Linked DNA regions of Zea mays: all the other regions are linked to region 1. Evidence: chromatin contacts called from public Hi-C data. All regions are on one chromosome and are shown on one strand. Each heading gives the region's core, a stretch centred on a gene start, on an enhancer-like site or on the middle of the called end of the contact. The rest is flanking DNA. Distances are from core to core; before and after follow the strand shown. Region 1 holds the start of LOC100193385. Region 2 holds the start of LOC100383062 (40S ribosomal protein S2-1). Region 3 holds the start of LOC100277106.

What was found. Hi-C and Micro-C count contacts between places; a contact is called where the count stands out from the background.
Region 2: a Hi-C map of ear shows a contact between it and region 1, with 2.5 times the contacts expected there. The contact joins the promoter of LOC100383062 here to the promoter of LOC100193385 in region 1. A contact is called at or near these places in 5 of 25 Hi-C or Micro-C datasets (bundle sheath, ear, endosperm and 2 more).
Region 3: a Hi-C map of ear shows a contact between it and region 1, with 2.7 times the contacts expected there. The contact joins the promoter of LOC100277106 here to the promoter of LOC100193385 in region 1. A contact is called at or near these places in 3 of 25 Hi-C or Micro-C datasets (bundle sheath, ear and tassel).

The regions. Positions count from the first base shown.
Region 1 is chr1:297,329,770-297,332,669 of Zm-B73-REFERENCE-NAM-5.0, forward strand. LOC100193385 reads right to left here and starts at 1,446. Exons shown (of 5, transcript NM_001349833.1): 1 at 1,206-1,446; 2 at 88-322. The coding sequence starts at 314. It overlaps LOC103644212 (a long non-coding RNA gene), which reads right to left. Exons shown (of 3, transcript XR_561533.2): 2 at 2,475-2,550; 3 at 2,270-2,387.
Region 2 is chr1:297,565,748-297,568,647 of Zm-B73-REFERENCE-NAM-5.0, forward strand. LOC100383062 (40S ribosomal protein S2-1) reads left to right here and starts at 1,465. Exons shown (of 2, transcript NM_001175738.1): 1 at 1,465-2,191. The coding sequence starts at 1,529.
Region 3 is chr1:297,534,403-297,537,302 of Zm-B73-REFERENCE-NAM-5.0, forward strand. LOC100277106 reads left to right here and starts at 1,370. Exons shown (of 3, transcript NM_001150767.2): 1 at 1,370-1,546; 2 at 2,033-2,533; 3 at 2,625-2,900. The coding sequence starts at 1,399.

The DNA of each region.
Region 1 (2,900 bases), core at 196-2,695:
TGTATCAGGGGCCTCTGGGGCTCAGGGCACTTGCTCATGTATATTGTAGTTGTAGTGGGCAGTGAAAACAAAGCGGTGAAACTACACCTGCGGTTAAAGGTGCTAGGGCGCCGGAATGCCGCAATGTCAGCTCCAAGGAGGGGCCTAGTAGCACGGGGTATGGCGCGTCTAAGACCTTCAGACGGCGACGGCGATGGCGAGCCATCGTCACGCGTCTTGACGCATCGCAGCCTCTTCCGGCTGCCCCATTGCAGGAAGAGGTTTGGCTCGCTGGGAGACCTTGAGGGCCTCGAGTCCTTCGCCTCCTGATTCATCGTGTGTCCTGGAAGTGAACACGGGTAGTTAGGCACCAGGTAGTGAATGAAGTCAACAGAGCAACTTTGGATCGAAGTTCCAGTGGATTTAGTGAACTTGGGCACTCAAATCAGATCAAAACCTTGCCCCAAAAATCATTAGAAAACTATATCGCCCAGAAGGCCAGAAAAAGAAGGAGAGGAGGAGAGAGAGGCTCTTCCTCCCCATCCAAACATGTAGTGCCCTCTTATCTTACGGTCTTTACCCCGAACAAGGATGAGATCAAAATAAAAATAGAACTTCATATTAAGTGAAAGCGTAAACTTTGCACAAGGACGCTTACAGAGGGCAGAATCCTACTCCTCGGTCGATCTAGAAGGCGGAACGGAGCATGCAGTAGAATTAGCAAACAGAAAATTACTACGTCTCGGAGCCAAAAAAAATCTAATCTTTCTCTTCAAGAACTCACCCGCTAGGCCGCTACAAAGAAATCAGGGACACAAGAACAAAAAAATCTAACCCCGGAGTCCCAAAAACTGGCAAGAGGCACCAAGATTGCGCGCATGAGAGTAGGCCAAACGTCGCCCTTGTGTTCATCGACCTAAATATCTGGTCTCAAGCACCCGTGAGAACCCAAAGAGAGAGTCGACGAGGCGGTAGAGGGAGAAATCTACCGCTCAGCTTCAAGCACGACCCATCCGCCAAAACGAGATCGACAAAGAGATAAATCAGGGCCACACCTTTCCGGCTCCAGGCTCCAGCTACACCAACGCGACTGGTGCCCAGGATCCAGATTCACAGGACGAGCGCACTCAGTCCAACCCCAAGACGAGACGGACTCCGAAATCCAAACCGGAGAAGAGAGCTCCCAAATCCCAGAAGAATGGGGACGGGAAAGAAGTGGTGCGTACAGTTACAGATTTGCTGCCCCACCGCTGGTGCACTCCAGCAAACCTCTCGGAAACCGGTCGGCGGATGCCGAGGTGCCTCTGGAGTAGAAGAGGACGGGTTGCGCCGAGGCAGCTGGGTGTTGCTTCCTAGTTTGTTGCTGCGCCTACGCGTTCTGGGCGAGACGAAGGCAGCCAGGCGGACGCGCGGACGCGCGGTGCACACACCAGACAGGACTGACAGGCAGGCAGCCGGTTGCTCCTCTGCCTCCCCTAGTCTGATATCGATGGGTCCGCTCTGTTTGTGGCCGTCGGATCGAGCACGGACGGCTCGTGATTAGGAGGGGGATTTTTTCCCCTTGCCCGCCGTCTCCCGTTTGGCGCCCCAGGTGGGGAATGTGGAATGGCTATATCGCTTTGTGTTACCTTGTAGTTGTAGTGTACAAAAAACCTATTGTCGTGTAGAAAACGTAACATGTCTCTCTTTAGGCCTTGTTCGGTTATTGATATTACATGTGTATTGGAGTGTATTGGGTGGGATTAGAGTGAATTTTGACTTGTTATAGATTTAAACCGGCTCAATCCCACCCAATCCATGTGGATTATCACCAAAACGAACAAGCCCTTAGTTGTAGATGACCCGCGTTATTCATTTAAAAAATCGAATATGCTTAGGGCCCGTTCGGCAGCATGAGATCAATTCCAGGGCCGTAACTGTTCTAGGCCAGGATTTAGTGTAGCCGGGTCTTTCACTCTTTCCAGCCTAAGAAGTAATCCAACTCAAACGCTTCTAGCTCCAGCAATTTTGCCCTGTTCGGCAGCAACAGACATGCTTTCCAGCAGCAACAGATAACGGTTGAAAGGCTGCTGTTCCAACAAAGCAACATACTTTGCAACAACAGTAAAACAAAGCAACATACTTGATCAAGTATACAAGCCAAATGGTTTTAAATGCACCAGCAAAGCAACATGTTCAACAGATGCAACAGCTAAGCATCACCAACCAAATAGTTTTAAACAACAAAGCAACAAACAAATTATAGTCTTGCCAACAAACGCAAAGAACAATCTTGATAGACTAACATCTTCAACAGCTAAGAGATAGAACATATGTGCTAAGAAGAAACATCACTTTAGAACTAAGCATGTCAGTTCAAAATAAGAAACCTCCAGATGTGCTAAGCATCATCGATTGATCACCCAAACCTGTCCAAACAAATGGAACAATTAGATTGGAAGATAAAGGCCCAAGTGAATATGGTTGAGTGGAAGGTAAAGACACAAATATCATACCTACTAAGCCATCTCATTTCTTAGCCAAATCAAAGCTGATTCTTGATCCGCTTCACATGCACATATGAAAGTCTCTCTATTCTCTTTGCTCTTGGTGAAGACTGAATATGCTTTTGTATTCTCCAGTTTGGTCACTTCTTCCATTGTGTTCAGAACTGATATGCACCTTTTGATGGAGAAATCTTCACTTTGAGCTGCCTCCTTTTCTCTTGTCTCCTTTTCTCTTGCTTCCTTTTCTCTTGCAGCTTCATTTTCTACTTGCTTGCTCCTCATTTCTAGGTATTTGTTCATCATATTTTCTATGTTATCAGTCTTTCTAGGCTTCTTTGGTTCCTTTTCTTGCTTGTTTCTTGACGCAGCAGGTCTTCGTTGTCCACTTTCTTCATCTCGTGACAGAGTATTAGCCCTTCCTTGAAGCATATCTTC
Region 2 (2,900 bases), core at 215-2,714, 240 kb after region 1:
TTAGCGGTTTAGGTGATAGCGATACTTTTACAAAGGGACCTGATGTTATTGAGTAGCTAGGTGTTTTTGTGGATTGGAGTACCTTAACAATCATACCTAAGGAGGGGGCAGATTGAGAAGCCAATGTGCTGGATGATGAGGAGAGAGTGTTTGAGGCCATGGATTTCGAGATATCTGATGAGAGGATAGAACAATTGGCCACTAAGGATCTGCATATTCTAGTGATGTTACATATATGTACCAAGGGTATCCGAAGACATTTCAATAAATATGACATTGACCTGTGGGACCTATGGACTCGGACTCAACTCGAGGGACTCGTAGGCTATTCACTTTAGATTAAAGCCAATTATTCGCACTGCTGCATCTGCAATCCATAAAGACAAAACAATGTAGAAATAGTAGAAACCAGTACAGATTAAAGTCAAGAGAACAAGCTGTCGGACTCAGATACCGAAGGGGCTTGTCGGCTTGGCCTACATGTGGTAGAGAAGGATCTTCCTACTTGATAGATATAAGGGAAGATGTAAATTCATGATAAGAACGATATCTTTATAAAAACAACATATCTCGACTTATAAGAGAGTCCACATTTAAGATAGAGATAAGTCTCCATGTTTTAAGAGGGGACTGGTAAGGCCGGACTCTATCCTTATCTAGCTAGCGACTAGATAGACTTTTTTAATCAACAACACCTCCTTGGACTATAAAAGAAATAATAGCGCCCATCCAGCACATATCATCTGATCATATTGCATAGAAATAGACACCATAGTGCAATGTACGTAGGGTATTGTCTCATTGAAAGAGCTTGAACATGTCCAAATCGTCGTGCCCCTTTTGCATTTACCTCTCGTACTTGGTTTTACGATCCACCCCTTAATTTCACTACTAAATATTTCTCGATAGTTGGCGCGACCATAGGGTTGGTCATGCTGAATAGTTCGAACCTGCTATATTGATTTTTCACCATATGTAGTCTATATGTAGTTCATTTAGGACTTGCTTTAGGAATGATTTTAATCTTTAAAGTACAGAATTATCTATTAGTTCTTATATAAGAATATAGTGCTATAAGAGCTATAATATGGAACAATTTTTAAATGGAAAGTGATTGAAAACATTTTATTGTAAAAACTAATAAAAACCTTTCATACAAACCGATTAAATTCGATTGATTTGTGTATGGTCCGTTAAACAAAATTCGACTGATACTGTGAGTCTGTGACGAGCCGACCGTGTGGTGGGATCGATTGCATTGTGTATGGCCCGTTAACCAAAACTCGAAGGTCGATTATAGAAAACGAGCCTTAGGGCTGTAATCCTGGAATGTTTACTGGATCCAGGCCCATGTTTCAGCCCATGGCCTCCGTCGCAACATCTACTGGAAAACCCTAGTTCTATCCTGACACATAAACACCTCCACCCGTCCAGCACCGCCACTGTTCGCGCCGCCGTAGCCCCCAAACCACCATCACCCTCCGGAGCGTCGCAGCGATCCCACCCTCATTCTCCCCTTTACCCGTCCATGGCGGAGCGCGGCGGCGAGCGTGGCGGCGAGCGCGGCGGGTTTGGCCGCGGCTTCGGTCGCGGCGGGCGCGGCGACCGTGGCGGACGCCGAGGCGGCCGTCGCGGCCCGCGTCAGGAGGAAGAGAAGTGGGTCCCCGTTACGAAGCTCGGCCGCCTCGTCAAGGAGAACAGGATCACCAAGATCGAGGAGATCTACCTCCACTCGCTCCCCGTCAAGGAGCACCAGATCATCGAGACCCTCGTGCCGGGGCTCAAGGACGAGGTGATGAAGATCACGCCCGTTCAGAAGCAGACCCGCGCCGGACAGCGCACCCGCTTCAAGGCCTTTGTCGTCGTGGGCGACTGCGACGGCCACGTCGGCCTGGGAGTCAAGTGCGCCAAGGAGGTGGCTACCGCCATCCGCGGCGCCATCATCCTCGCCAAGCTCTCCGTTGTTCCCGTCAGGAGAGGCTACTGGGGAAACAAGATTGGGCAGCCACACACCGTGCCCTGCAAGGTCACCGGCAAGTGCGGGTCCGTCACCGTGCGCATGGTGCCTGCGCCCAGGGGTTCTGGCATCGTCGCCGCGCGCGTGCCCAAGAAGGTGCTGCAGTTCGCTGGCATTGAGGATGTCTTCACCTCGTCCCGTGGCTCCACTAAGACCCTTGGCAACTTCGTCAAGGTACTACTACGAAGACCGTTTTGCTCTTATTCATACTATAATGTTGCGTTTCTAATATACACCTAGGCATGTGCAATTTCGGCACCTTAGGACTGGTATTAATAGATGCAACGATGAGCTACTGATTCATGCGGTTTTCTAATTCATACTTGGTTATACTAGTTTTGCTGTGGTTTCATATTGGTTGGACACTTATTATTGGCTGCCTACTTGCTCTAGCATGAAATTGTGCATTCTTAATGGCCTTTATTGGAACATGGTCAGAAATTGGTATAAAGTTCTAAACTATCTTCCAAAAGTTCTACATTTACATAGCAGCATTCTTTCATTTACGTATACTAGTTAGTTGCCTGTACGTTTCTATGGTTTCTACATATTATATAGGTAGATCTTGTTTAAATGAGATATTTATTCAAACATCATCGCATTTTTTACTTTCCAATCATTAGTATGTATATTTATAATATCACCTCTTCATATAACACAAACAGACTTCTGCCGTAGAGGTAGAGGCCAATCGTCGTTGAGGTGACTGGCCTGGGTTTGAATCATGTTGCACACATCATTTTTTTTGTTGCATATTCTGTGATGGTGCCGGAGACTTATCATGGAGTCCTGAAGTATTGGAAATTCTAAAGTATATAAGTCTCTTATGTGGTTACACCAGAACTCGATCTGTTAGCATGTATTAACCTTTTGGCTGTATTGC
Region 3 (2,900 bases), core at 120-2,619, 200 kb after region 1:
ACTCGTGAAATAGTCGAATAAAGACAGATAACAGAAATATACACAAATATACCCTCGGATTTTTGTCGCGTGTTGGGTGGAGCGAGCAGATGCAAGACGGCGAGGGGCCCATGGGCCATGTCCGGCCGGCAGCAGGCCGCGGGGAGAGGACGATCGAGAGAGGTCACGAACCGGGCCGCGAAGGGCGCAGGAACGCAGGGGGGTCACATGACCGTCACGGGCGCTTGCCCGCGGGGGGGCGCGAATGAGGCAGCGAGACGGGGGAGTGACGTGAAGCCACGGCGCGCGCCCATGCGGACGCGGCATGCGCGCCGGGGTCCTTCTGCCTCCTGTCGCGGGGAACGTGCATGACGACCCCTGTTCCCGCTGCGCGTGCCGTGTCCTTTTCCGCGCCTCCGGACTCAGGCGGTGGCCCCCACTGGCACCGCCACCTCTGAGCTCTGTCCCGCGCGCGACCCGCCTCATCACTCGTCTCGGTATCCCTGCTGCCCAATAGCAATGGCAAAGAGGGGACGCAGCCGGCAGCCTGCCGCTCGCCGCCGACGCGACCCCACAACACAACGCGGCGCCCCCGCGCGCGCGCACTTTCCCGCACCCAAGGGCATCCAAGGCAGAAATGGCGGGAAACATGACCGGCCGGCCGGACGAAATCATGCAATGCGGTAGGGCCTACTACTACTACTACTCGCTCGGTACAGACTACAGACACAGTGTCCTGCACGACGTAGCGAGCCTGTGCCCAGCCCAGCCCAGCCCAGCCCGTCGCAATGCACTGTGGTCCGTTCTGTAGCCGCGTACAGCACCGTAACGTACGCAGCCTGTCCGTCGTGATCGCGAATCCGCGTACAGCCCGCGCAAGCAAACTCACTTCCAACCTCCAAACGATGAGCTGCCACGCTCCCTGCTTTTACGATGGACCACGCCACAGCCGCGAGTTTTCCGTTGCACGGGCCAGTGAAGATTAATGCCAGTGTTTTTTTTACTGGTGGGCAGCCGGCAGCGGCGACCCACCTACCCACCCACCACCACAACCGTCCACCGTGTCCTGCTGCCTTCACTTCACTTCACGGAGTGAAGTGGGTGCGGCGACGCGGCGGTAAATGACGCTCTTCACGCCGTGCGACAGGACGAAAAGGGCCATCTTTACTTTACCCCACAGTGTGCTGTGCATCAGCTGTCCGTGTTCACTTCACTCAGGATAGTCTCCCTTTGACCTTTGTCATCGTCCAAAAACCATAGTATATGAACAAGGGGGTGATTTGTAAATATCGAAACGAAGGGGGGGTCTCCAGTGAACATTCCTCGTCCGTTTTTGTTAAAGCCTTAATAAAGGCAGGTGCAGCTCCCGGGGAAGAAGCCAAGGGGGAAGCGAAACCGAAAGAGAGGCAGAGCTTGGCAATGGAGCTCCCGTGGGGAATGCTGCTGCCGCTGCTGCTGGTCCTCTCCGTCTCGTCCCCGTCCTCGTCGTCGGCTGCTGCCACGCTCGCCGTCACCGCTCCGCCCCCACTGCCTGTTCCTCCTCCTCGTCATGCTCAAGACGCCGAAGGTAACACTGCTGGCTGCTGTGCTTGCCTCTCATTGATTTCACCATCACCGCGCTGTTTTTTTTCTGTGCCAATCTTCCATCCACTATCCCATTCCTGGTGCTCGGGGTCATTTCGTCTGGATTCTTTTTAGATCTGCATGCTGTTCTGTCAAGCGCAGCGCAGTGCGTTTAGAGTAGTAGTCCATGCTTGATCGATCTCCGTGGAGGAAAACGAAGAAACAGCGGCCTCATTTTTATTACCCCTACAGATGTCTGTCATCCGTGCAGGACAGTGAATCTGGTCTAGTGCTATTCTTTTCATCACTCTGTTACTTTTCACCGTCCATAATCAGTTCACATTTGCGGTTTCCTGTCCAAGAACGCTGTTGATTATCTTGTTCCAGCAATGTCCCGTCAAATGCGCTGTAATAGAATAGTATACGCGTCGGACAGACATCAAAAGCTCAGATTTTTGCTGACGCACCCGTGGTGGTGGCACACGCGCAGGCATGCTCATCAACGGCAACTTCGAGACGGCGCCGCGGAGGCTGAACAAGACCCTCATCGTGGGGCGCCACTCGCTGCCGGGGTGGACGGTGCAGGGGCACGTGGAGTACGTCTCGGGCGGTCCCCAGCCCGGGGGCATGTTCTTCGCGGTGCCGCACGGCGTGCACGCGCTGCGCCTCGGCAGCCGCGCGTCGGCGTCGCAGAACGTGACGGTGCGGCCGGGGGCGCTGTACGCGCTCACGTTCGCGGCGACGCGGACGTGCGCGCAGGACGAGGCCCTGCGCGTGGCGGTGGCGCCGTCGCTCTCGGCGCCCGCCGACGTCGCCGTGCGCACGCTCTACAGCGGCGCGTCCGCCGACACCTGGGCCTGGGGCTTCCGCGCCTCCTCCCCCGTCGCGCAGGTCACGTTCGCCAACCCCGGCGTGCAGGAGGACCCCGCGTGCGGCCCGCTGCTGGACGCCGTCGCCATCAAGGAGCTGCCCGCGCCGTACCCGACCAAAGGTATCACTGATGGATTCACTACCTTTACCTTTCTCTTTCGGTTCGGGGGGCCTGCAGAACCTAAATGACGAATCTCTCTGGCCGCATGCAGACAACCTGATCAAGAACGACGGCTTCGAGATCGGTCCCCAGGTGCTCAGGAACTCGACGGTCGGCGTGCTGCTGCCCCCCAAGCAGAAGGACGCGACGTCGCCGCTGCCCGGCTGGATCATCGAGTCGCTCAAGGCGGTGCGGTTCATCGACGCGGCTCACTTCTCTGTCCCCGCGGGGCAGTATGCGGTGGAGCTGGTGGCCGGGCGGGAGAGCGCCATCGCGCAGGTCATCCGCACCGTTCCCAACCGCGCCTACAACCTGTCGTTCGCCGTCG